2 separate regions of the Mus musculus genome follow, and region 2 is linked to region 1. Evidence: chromatin contacts called from public promoter capture Hi-C data. All regions are on one chromosome and are shown on one strand. The core of a region is the stretch at or near the end of the contact, and the rest is flanking DNA. Distances in the headings are between cores, read along the strand shown.

The links. Promoter capture Hi-C pulls out the DNA fragments that hold promoters and counts their contacts.
Region 2: a promoter capture Hi-C map of pre-B cells shows a contact between it and region 1, with 5 times the contacts expected there. The contact joins the promoter of Heatr5b here to the promoter of Fez2 in region 1. A contact is called at or near these places in 3 of 39 promoter capture datasets (erythroid cells, liver and pre-B cells), 2 of 484 Hi-C or Micro-C datasets (CD4 T cells and regulatory T cells) and 2 of 115 datasets of contacts at active chromatin or transcription factors (embryonic stem cells and pancreatic cancer cells).

The regions. Positions count from the first base shown.
Region 1 is chr17:78,415,935-78,422,132 of GRCm38.p6, forward strand. Fez2 (fasciculation and elongation protein zeta 2 (zygin II)) reads right to left here and starts at 2,218. Exons shown (of 8, transcript NM_199448.3): 1 at 1,899-2,218. The coding sequence starts at 2,149.
Region 2 is chr17:78,832,076-78,837,660 of GRCm38.p6, forward strand. Heatr5b (HEAT repeat containing 5B) reads right to left here and starts at 3,306. Exons shown (of 36, transcript NM_001081179.1): 1 at 3,231-3,306; 2 at 2,021-2,168. The coding sequence starts at 2,146. Gpatch11 (G patch domain containing 11) reads left to right here and starts at 3,441. Exons shown (of 10, transcript NM_181649.6): 1 at 3,441-3,603; 2 at 4,719-4,845.

The DNA.
Region 1 (6,198 bases), core at 968-3,467:
GAGGTTCAAGGTCATCCTCACTACAAAATGAGTTTGAGGCTAGCCTGAGCTACATGAGACTCCAAATGGAGGGAAAAGGGTAATAAAATAAAACCAGGCTTAGCAGCTTATGCATATAATTTTAGCACAAGAAGGGCAGCAGGAAGACCAGGAGTTCAAGGTCAGCCTGAACTGCAAAGCAAGTTCAAGGCCAGCATGGGCTGCAAGACACAAAACAGGAAAAGCAACAAAATAGTTTAGATTTTACAGCCACCTAACTCTGAAGCACAGGCTAAAATAAACTTTCCAGAAAGTCCAGCTGAACCCAAAATAGGTCTTCTCTAAGAATCCTGGTACAAGCTACACTCACTCATCTGTTTTAAGTAAAGTACTCATAAATATAAATTTAAAAATCCTGAATGTGCAGTAAGTCTCAATAATTCAAGTCTATAAATCTACATAGAGGAAGCCATCTGCTCTTTGGGGAAAATCTACAAAAGTCACCTTTTGCTGTGCACCGCATGCTTATCTCTGCATTTAAACTCCCACCATACACTTATACCTCCACTGCCCTTGAGGAGAACATGGCTAGTCACCCATGTTAGCATAGGTCCTCTCTCTCTGCTCTCTCTTGGTAAATTTCCTAATTCCTTGAGAAATTAAAACTCTTTAATGCCATGAATCTTATCATAGTTCAAGAATTCCTCCCATGGTTTTGGTGCCTAAAGATACCGGGCATCAAGCAAGACCAATGACCCCGGAGACCTGGGATCTGTAAAAAAAAAAAAAAAAAAAAAAGAGAGAGAGAGAGAGAGAGAGAGAGAGAGAGAAGCTGACTGTACAAGTGGTCTGACTCCAAGGATGCGTCTGACAGGCTTGCTTTACCCGTCCACAATCACACAAGTACTCACACAAAATTATTAAGATGTAATAAAAAATGCTGTTGTTTCAATTCTCCTCACTAACATGTAGTGTCTCCGGCCACCATTGTGTTCCCAATGTTCTGGAAACGGGTCCTACCCATCACCTTCCAAGAGGGCCAGTACTCTTAGGGTCTCCACTCACCCTGCAAACAAAACACTCGAGCTCACTGGCTCGCACCATTCTTTTGGCTAGATTTTCACGAAAAGATGCGGTACATAATTACAACTCTCGTGTAAACAAACAATAATTGGGTTTAAAAGTGTCTGAATAAAGCGCTTTCATCAACCCCTGTGAATGTCATCACACTGAAGCTAATCACAGAGAAAACGGGAGCCATTGCTGCTGTGCACTGGTCTTCTGGATACACTATTAGATATCATTAGTAAGGGCTACCATTTACTTTTTGCCTCTGTGACAGTTTGTTCTTGTGGGCCCAAGAGACTTCTATAACTTCAATGGTAACTCACACCTCTGCACTCTGCCTAACTCCCAGATCTCCATCAAGGATTCAGTTAGCGGCTATAAAGTCTTCATTCGGACATCCCCTTTGAAATCTCCCGTATCCGGTACAAATACCTATCAAAGTACTCATTACACTCGGAAAACATGTGCTTAACCAACCTATGTCCCATCCCACTTTGTGTCCTACTTGAGAGGAGCAATGCCCACTTCGGCATCCCCAGTGCCAGGCCCCATGACAGGGGCTTTAAGAAAAGCGAGTTGAATGAATGAACTGAGCCACACGTGCCCCAGGAGGCAGGGTCTCCACAAGGAAGCACACAGGGGTCTGCAGGAGGGTTCAAGGGGAAGGAAGGCAGGGCAACAGCGGGCATTTAAACTCCAGGGCCAGGCCGGCAGCCCCGGGGCGGGGCTCAGAGCGACCGAGGAAGAAGGAGGGCGCGGGGCGGGGCCTGTGGGGACTCCCGGCTGCGGCGGGGGCAGGGCGAGGTTGGGGCCGCTCCCGCCCGCCCGCCCGCTCCGGGGCCCGCACTCACTCGTCCCCTTGCAGGAGGCTGCACTCCGTGATGGGCCGCACGGCCGCCCGTGGGGGCTCGGCCTCCGACGTGGGGCGGAAGCACAGGCTCAGCTTCTCCTCCAGGCTGGAAGCCAGCGCCGGGAAGCTGTCGCCGCCCGCGTGTGCCCCCGCGCCAGCCTCCGGGCTCGCGTTACAGTTCTCCTGTTCCTGGACACTCCCGGCCGGCTCCTGGAACTCATAGAAATCCTGCCAGTCCCCGTCAGCCGCCATCGCGCCCGCTGCCGGCGCCCCGCCCCGGTCAGACAGCCACGCCCTGTCGCTTCCAGGCCACGCCCCAACGGTGCCCGCCCACTTGAGGCCACGCCCCTTGTCCTCCAGCTCTTGGTTGAGCGGAGACCCAAGCTGACTTTAAAGTCTTCCCTTCCTGAGTCTTCTGGAAGACCTTAACCGAGTTGAGTCACTTCCGATGTTCTTGAGCATTTAGAAACAACTTCCCTCAGTGTCCCTGTCTAAAAGTGGCTAAAAGGAAGACTTCTTTAAACCTACTTACTGTCAGATTTTTGCCCCATAGGAACATTTCTAACACTCCATCTAGATTGACAAGATTTACTGGGAAATGTTTGCTTGGTACCAAAATCCATTCCACAAATACATCTCTCCCATGTGCAAAACGCATGCTTGCTAATAATTATGTGAGTGAATATGCTCAAAGTACTTAGAAAATGCCTCAACAATAAATACTCACCTGCTTGCTATGCATGGTCACTTCTTCATTACTGTAGCCCGACCTTTAAAATTTAATGAAAATTAAATCTTGTAAAAGCATGGCTGAGGTATGGAAAGCTTTCTTTTCATAGACCTAGCTTCTTATTTGTTTGTTTATTTGCAAAATAAAATTATCCATGAAGGTAAAGAGCAGTGATTGTTGTATGCCATATACACTGTACCCTGAAGATGGCTAGGATTATAGTTTTATCACATGCATTTAACTACAACAAAAATCAAGGAAAGTAGGCAGATGCAGTAAATGCCCAATAATAGACAGAATCATTATTCCTTCAAATGTGTCATTCAGGTGGGTGAAACATCTTTCAATAATATATTATAAAATGTTATAAAACAGAGGAGCAATGCAGCTGGGGAAGAGGGGGAAGGGGGTAACTGGGAGGAGTTGAGGGAGGGGGAACTGCAGTCAAAGGGATTGTATGAGAGAAAAGTACATTTTAAAAGGGAATATATATGTATATATATATATATATACATATATAGTGTCTACTCAGGAATTGTATAAAAATTTATTGGGCAACTCAATCCAGTGAGCTCGTTTTATATATAATTAAATACAAAATGCCCAATGAATTTCCTTGCAAACAATACCTGCCCCTCCTTGGGTAAAAGGAAGTGTTAAGTGGTAGAATGTAAGAAGACATTCAACAGGAGACCCATTTCTGCCATGTTGTGGTACCATGCTCTTCCACCCAGCCTTTCTCTAGACTCTTTGACTCAGCCTTTCTTAGAAACTACCCAGTTTCAAGTTTCTGTTCCCTCGCCCCTTCACTCAGTATGTCCTGTCAGCACTTCTTCTCCTTCCTGACAGGCTGCTCCCTTCAGCTAACTTCTAGCTTGAACCAAAGCACCAGCTTCGGGTTTACACAGTCCATCACCAGGGGCCCCCTGAGGAGGAAGCCGGCCTCCTTTATCACTCCATAGAGCCTAATTTTGTACGTTGGCTTCACTCAAACTTATCTACTTTATACCTATTTTACTTCCTACCAGCTCCTAGAGACCTTTATGAAAATGATCATGTGTGAAGGAGTTTCCTCACTTGATAGATTAAGAAAGGTTAGTTTGTACATGTGCCAGTGGTAGTTAAAGAAAATTAGGCCATGAATTTAGGGGCCGGGGGAGCTGAGAGGGAAAAGATTTTTGTAAAGTTTTAACTTAAACTAAATTTTGAAAGAAAGAAAAGTTATCTGAGAAAAACAATTTCAAGCACTTATATTCAAAACTAGAGAAGATGGAAAACCAGCTTTAGGATGCGTTAAATAATGTGTCACACAAATGCTGACAATGGCAACATCTCAGCCGTACAGTGCAGTGCAGTCAAATTCCTACATATCAAAAAATGGAAAAGTATATCATGTAACATGTAAATCACCTAAACATATAATTAATCTGAAAATACAGAACCGAAGAAAGAAAATACTGAGTGTTCACCGAGCCTGAAGCATGGAGCCTGTGTGCAGCTGTGCTAGGTCATGCTTATGGGCTAGGTCATGCTTATGGGTTAGGTCATGCTTATGGGCTAGGTCATGCTTATAGGTTAGGTCATGCTTATGGGCTAGGTCATGCTTATGGGCTGTGCTTGTGTAGCCTGGGGTTCTTGGAGGACTCCCATCAGTGGGAATGGGGTGTGGTGTCTCTGACTCCTTTACCTCCTCTTAAGATGCTTGTCCTCCTACTAGGATGCCTCATCCAGCCTTGATGTGAAGGTTTGTGCCTCTTCTTGCATCTTCAGTTGATATCCCTGGGAAGCCTGCTCCCTTCTGATGGAAAACAGAGGAGCAATGGAACCGGGGAACATATATGTGTGTGTGTGTGTGTGTGTGTGTGTGTGTGTGTAGTCTACTTGTCAAAGTATCATGCTTGGCAAATGCTAAAAGCTCATTAAGCAACAGATAAGGTCTATAAAGGAAATTTTCTAGTGAAAAACTCAGAAAGAGGTTCTTTTAGTAGTTACGAAATACTTGAGTTAGTTGAACAAAGGGGAGGTCTGGAGACAGGGCATCAGAGGGGACACCAGTGGGTGTGGAGGAGAAATACACTGAAGTTTATTTAGTAAGTATGAAAAGACAGAGACACACAAATCAACAACAACAACCAACAGAGAAGAAAAATAAAAACAGAAAGAACAGAAATCTATATTGACCCATGAATTTAAGGAGAAAAAAAATGTGTTTGCTTGTCAAAAAGGAAAAGGTGACTTCTTTTGATTTGATTTCCTGTTTTAAAAAGACTTTTGAGCAGACCACACACAAAGAAACCATTATTTTTAAGGGGTTGGAAATGATAATTACCCTGATTTGATTATCACAAATTGTAAGCATTTATCAAGTTACATTTTACCCCATAAGTATGTGTTAAGTATTGTATGTTGGACTGTGGACTACACACGATCCAAAATCTGTTAATAAACAACATTTCATTCTGGTTATTCAAATTTGTCAGGGGGAGTCTTTGGTGAACAGCTACACTTTGCATTTTAATGATTGAGTGGAGGTTTCATTAAACCTGAGCCATAGCAGACGGCCACCATAAGGAGCCGGGATGACTGGCTATAGCTTCATCCTCCACAAGATACCAGAACAGCTAGGAAGGTGGCTACTCTGAGGACATATCTGAGTATGTCCTGTGTTATCAAATGCTGTTCTCTGAATGACATCTACAATGTAACATTGGTGGCGGTTCGTCATCCGACCTTAAAATTTGTTAACTCTTATTTTACCTCTGAAGTGAATCCATATTTCACACTACCGTGATATAAATTAACTTCACTGCACAGTGATGCACCATTAATAACATAGACCATTGGCATTGGTGCGGTTGAGTTTTCAGAGCAACATCAGAGGCTATAACTCTGAGAAGGAATTCAATGGAAATAGGGCATCTTTAGCTGTCAAAAGACTGACCATCATGGGGGACAGGGTGGTGAGAAATGAGTTTCTTCTAAATTGTATTGAGTACAAAGACAAATGGACACTGAGTGACAGTTCAGTAACAGCGGAGGTCTGGAGACAGGTAGCATCAAAGGAGACAACAGTCTAGGAGAAACTGATAACTCCGAGGAGTCTGCAGCAGAAGAGACTCCAGGAGGCTGGGATTGCATCCCTACAAGGTCAGGGGATGCTCTTCAGTGGAAGAGTGTACTTTGGATCTGATATAATTACTTATTTATTATACACATCATTGTACTTGATAAATGTACTTGGAACTATATATTTAATTATAGAAATATTTGAAATTTTCTACAGTATCAGGATAAGGCAATTGTATTACCCAGCAATATCCCACAAAGCCCACGAGAGCTGTCCCTCAAAATTTACTCTGATGAGCATGATAGAAAAAAAAACATATTAATTGAGGTACTTTACTCCTTTGGGATTTTCTCCTACAACCTTGCTGTCTCCCTCCTAAGTTTTGATGTTCAAGAATTTTACAAAATTTCTTGCTATTTTTTTAAAGACAAGATTTGCTATATAACTGGGGAGAAAATGAGGATAAAGATAAAAATAGCTAGTCTACATGTAAAATAATTTTAG
Region 2 (5,585 bases), core at 2,056-4,555, 420 kb after region 1:
TACCTAAGGCTTTGGGATCAACAGTGCACAAAACAGACAAAGTCCTTATCCTCATGACATTTACATTCTGGGTGGGGGGCAGAATATAAGTACGTGAGCGGTATGAGAAAACATCTCTCTCTAAGGTGAAATGGTAGCTAAAAGAACATCCCAGGAGCCGGAACAAGATGTGCAAAGGCTTTGCAGATGAAGTAAGAGTCACACATCTGAGGACAGCGAGGTTAGGTGAGCTGGATGGAGTAAGAGAGAAATAGTCAAAGATGAAGTCATAAGAAAACAGACGATGGTACAGATACACTGAAGAACATGAAATGTATGCCGAGTGACAAGCAGAGAAGGGTTGTATTCTAAATATTCTGCCCAATTCATTTTGACCATTCAAACTATGGATGCTATATATGTACATATATACATACACATACATATATATATATATGTATATATATATATATGCTATGGTGAGCAATTAGAAAACTATTACAATAACCCAGATGAGAGACACTGAAGAGGCAGATGATGGGAAGTAAATGAATTCTAGATATGCTTGTGGGTAACTCTCTTGACAGTTGCTAATCAACATGATATAAGGGAAGGGAATGACTTTAGGGGGTTGGCAAAGGATAGATTTGAAATCAATAAATTGGTTTAAATGCATTAACTCAGAGATGTTTGCATATGTGTGGAAAGGAAAGGAGGGTGGAGGGAGAAAGAGGGAGAAGAGGAAAGGGGGAGAGAGAGAGAGAGAGGGAGAGAGGATATGAATGGATCTCACACTAGCCTTGAATTCATCACATAGCTGGGAATGACTGTGAACTTTCCTTTGGAAGGGAAATAACAAATGCCTAATTACAGAAGATTTAAGAGACAAAAAAAAATCTAGTTAAAGGTTACCAGGGTATCCGTGTCTTTCTATTACTGTCTTTCTAGCAATTAACATGATTTTAACAGGCAGCAGCAACAACAGCACATAGCACGAGTGTACAACGGCCACAACAACAGGAAAAGAACCTGGACGAAACCTGAAAGCCAAGGGGGAAACCTAAAATGGATTCCCAGTCTTTCAGTCAAGAATCAATCTGCACCTAGAAACAGAAGGACTTCCTAGTTGACTGCCCGAGGCTAGACTGGAGTACACCTGTCATGCCCAGCATTTCGGCACTCAGGCAGCTAATGCAGGACGGCTGGATGTTTGAAGCCAGTCTGGGATACACAGTGAGCGGCAGGCCAGCCAGGAATAACTAATAAAACGATCAAAGTAAAATCAAAGCCAAGAAACGAACAAAATCTTCTACCCTCCTTTCCTTCATTCTAGAAGAAAGCTAAAGGCTTGCTTTCTGGGGGGGGGGGGGAGAGACAGGACATCTTTGAACAAGAAGGATCAGGCACAACTGTGGGCTGAGGTCACTGTACTGAAATAGGAATTAAGTGAATGTTTACATAATGAATGTAAAAGTCTTGAGGCTCCCTATCCTGATTCCCACACAATTCCCCACATTCACCTCAGACAACAGAGTAAGAAGACATCTTCTAGGGAACAATTGGCCTAGAGAAGCATACTAGGATGAAGGTCAGGACTAGCTCATTGTGACATTCAGTTTGTAAAATTCACCGTTTCCAGAAAACCTTTTAGGATTCACTCTTACATCTTCTCACTTGAGGAAAGCATCTACTACTAACAAAATAAAGAAAACATGTACAAAACAAGCTTGGATTAAAGAGGCTGTGTAGGAAGTAAAAGGCAAAGAAAAAAAATCTCTTATCACAGAGACCTTTCAGGCACTGATGATTATAAGTGATGTTTTAATCCAGTCACACTGCGCTGCCTAGACAGATATGAAGCATGCAACAAGCAGGACGTAGACAAGGTTTGGGTTTTATTGCTGACTAAGAGAAGGATAAGGTAGAAATTCCCATAGTATAACATCCTCCAATTCCTTAGATGAAAGACTCATAACATTTTCAAAACACAATGCCTTCAATTTTCTTTATATCAACCTATGGTGAGGTGGGCAATGCTTACCTTGTTGGCAGCAACTAGGACTTTATCAAGAAATCTCAACCATTCAAAGATGAACACGGGTCTCTTTGCCTCCGTGATCTGAGCCAAAGCTTCCTCATTTAGCAATAAACTGTGAGCTAGCTCCATTATTGATGTTCTTAATTCACACCTTAAATGAACAGATTCGTTTTTTAAAAAAAGAGTAAAATATATTCTAAGGAATTTTTAATTTATGTGTAGGAGTGTTTTGCCCAAATGTATGTATACACATACATACATACATACATACACACACACACACACACACACACACACACACACACACACACATATATATATATACAGGGTGTTGGCTCCCCCTAGAACTGGAGTTACAGATGGTTGTGAGTCATCTTGTGGGCGCTGGAAATCAAACCCAGGTCCTTGTCAAAAGCAACAAGTATTCTTAATCACGGATTCCTTTCTCCAGCCCTTACATGTAAGGATTTCTTAAATATTAAATGTCAAGTTTCATAAATGCAACCACTAAGCTAGGGAAAGAAAGCGTGGTTTCATTTCTCATTAGAGAACTAACTTTGAAAGGACAATGATTTAAAAGAAAGAAAGAAAGAAAGAAAGAAAGAAAGAAAGAAAGAAAGAAAGAAAGAAAGAAAGAAAGAAAGAAAGAAAGAAAGAAAGAAAGAAAGAAAGAAAGAAAGAAAAAACTGGCGATAAGAATGGAATGAAAGGAAAATGTAAATACTGCAAAAAAGGCACTATTCCGGGGCGGTTGTTTCCCTGTTAGAACACAGGCTATTAACTCATTCTACCCTGAGAACCCCGAAGCACCGAGCTCAGGCGTCTGGGGAGCTTTCTCCGCCACCCGTCCCTCGCCACCGGGACCCAGAAGAGTGACCGTAGGGTTCTGATCGGCGGAGGCGGGCCCCACGGGGACACTGCGGCAGGGGCGCCCGGGACAACCCCTCGCCCCGGGAATGCAGTGCTCCGGGTCTGGATGCACCGGGCCGCTCCGAAGACCCCGACAACTGAGAGTCTGCTGGAAACGCAAACCGGGGTCCCCGGGCCGCCCTGGGATGTCAGCCTCCCGTCGTAGGAGTCCTCGAGCTGTCAACCCCGAGGCTGAGGATCCCCGGCCTCAAAACTCGAATTCCCTCCTCAGCCCTCGGAAAATGTCCTGGGACCCAGGGATGTCACAGCCTGCAGGCTCTGACAGCGCGCGAGACCGCCTCACCTCCTGGTCTAGTCCGAGCCGAGCAGCCAAGCTCCGCTCTGCCGAGGGACCCGGATGCCCCGCCTCCCAAACTCCGGCCCTCAGGAAGCCGGGAGACGACGCATGCGCGAGACACAGGTCCTGCGGACCGGCCCGCCCCCACGTCCTCTTAGCCCCGCCCACCCCAAGTTTCGAAGCGAATCGGCTGTCGGGGACGAGTGGGATGTTTGTGGGTCCTGCGCCAATTGCACGGCGCATGCGCAGCGCGACCTCCGCGGAGCTGGTTCCGGGCAGTAAAGCTCCGGCTTCAGGGTGTGCGGGCGCTCAGGAGAATGACAGAGGTCGGTGCAAGTTGGCTGTGACTGCCTATCACAGCGTCAGCTACGCCCCATCCGTAAGTGGTCGTTTTGGTGGGAGGGTGCAGGAGGGAGGAGAGCGGGAGGGAAGAAAGAGCCTGCGATGCCCGAGGCACCCACAGGAGAGTTAGCCCAGCTCTGTGTGTTCTGTAGCTCTGCTTCAAACTCGGTGCTCAATACTGAAATACGCTAGCAGCACCTATAATCGTCCTGTTGAGAAAGTGGTTGCTCCATTATTTCGGAACAGGCAAAGCGCTTCACCTAAACTTGCTCTGGCTCTTTGACACACACCACCTCCAACCATCAACAGATGCTGCGTGATTTACCCCCTCAGACCCAGAATCCTGACCACTTCGCTGTTGTGACTCTTAAGTGAGGGGTCAGGCCACCAGCATCCCTACCTGGGTTATCTATCGACTTGTGGAGTTTATTCTTATATTTGAAGGAAGTGGATAATGCTAGTGTATGTTGTCCTCATAGGAGGGGAACCTTCACATTTTAAGACCCAATTCCTTATTCTTTTCTCTCTCTCTCTTTTTCTTTCTTTCCTTCTTCCTTCCTTTTTTTTTTTTTTAAGATTTATTTATTATATAGCGTTCTGCCTGCATGTATGCCTACAGGCCCAAAGAGGGCACCAGATTTCATTATAAATAGTTATAAAGCCACCATGTAATTGAACTCAGGACCTCTAGAAGAGCAGACAGTTCTTTTAACCTCTGAGCCATCTCTCCAGCCCCCTTATTCCACTTCCTAACATAATGTCCTCACTATTGGTAATTAACTTCCTCAAACCGTATCATTTAATGAATCTACAGTGCCCCCAGCTGTGAAGTTTCAGTGTGATTTTATGTGAAAATTATATGTAAAAGATGGAATAACTATAAAAGGCAGAGCTTTAAAAGTAACATGTAATCCCTTGTACTTTTGTAAGTGTGTGTGTGTGTATTTTTACACAGGTAGATCATACTGTCCTCGAACTGCTGGGTGCTGAAATCACACCAGAGGGCCACCATGTCTGTGGAGTTAAATGCTTCCCTTAAAAATAATCTAGTTTGAATTAGAGATTTAGCTCAGTTATAAAGCACATTCCTTGCTTGTATGAGGCCCTGGATTCAACACCCATCTCAGCAATTACAACCTCGTTCCGTTTCAGGAACAAGATCACCAAGACTTGTATTCTTTGTGGTTGTGAACCAATTATTTAGCCACATTGAGCCTCAGTTTTCCCTGCTGGAAAGTGGAACTAATACTTCTTATCTACTGGGCTGCTCCTAAGCTAGGTGAGTACTAGGAGACTGCAGGTCAGTCTGATTCATCTCGGGCTTGACTAATCTTCTAAGAGGCGCACTTAGTTGGCTCACTCATTTGTGCCTCGGATCCTCCCACGTGGCCATCTCTACAGAGCTTCTTGAGTGTTCTCATATATGACCACTGACTTCACTCAATTCATTCATACTACCAACTGTAGAGTGCACTGTATAGTGTGACCAAAAAGTCACCCTAAGCCAGGCGCAGGTGGCACTCAAGAGGCAGAGGCAGGTGGATCTCTATGAGTTCAAGGTCAGCCTGATCTACAAAGTGAGCTCCAGGATAGCTGAGACTACATAGAGAAACCCTGCCTCCAGAAAAGCCAAAAACAAAGTCACTCTAATATATCCTATTAAAAACTATTACACAAACTGCTCAACAAAATTGACTAGGAGCAGGTCATCTTGGAGAATACTACACGATTATATGAGGGTTTGTCTCATAACTGGAGAATCACAGGTTCAAGGCTAGCGTGGACTACATGGTGAGTTCCATGCCAGCCTGAGGTGGCGGGTGACCTGATCTCAGGGAGAGAGAAAAAAAAAAAAAAAGGATAAAACAAGAGTATTTGTCTCTGGTGGTCTGGTGACTTTGATTAGAATGGCTTACAGTTGGCTCATAGTACTTTTTGGAAAGCATTGTTGGAGGAGGTGTGTCAGTTTAGAAACCTTTGAGGTTTCTAAAACCCACACCATTCCCAGTTGGCCTTTGT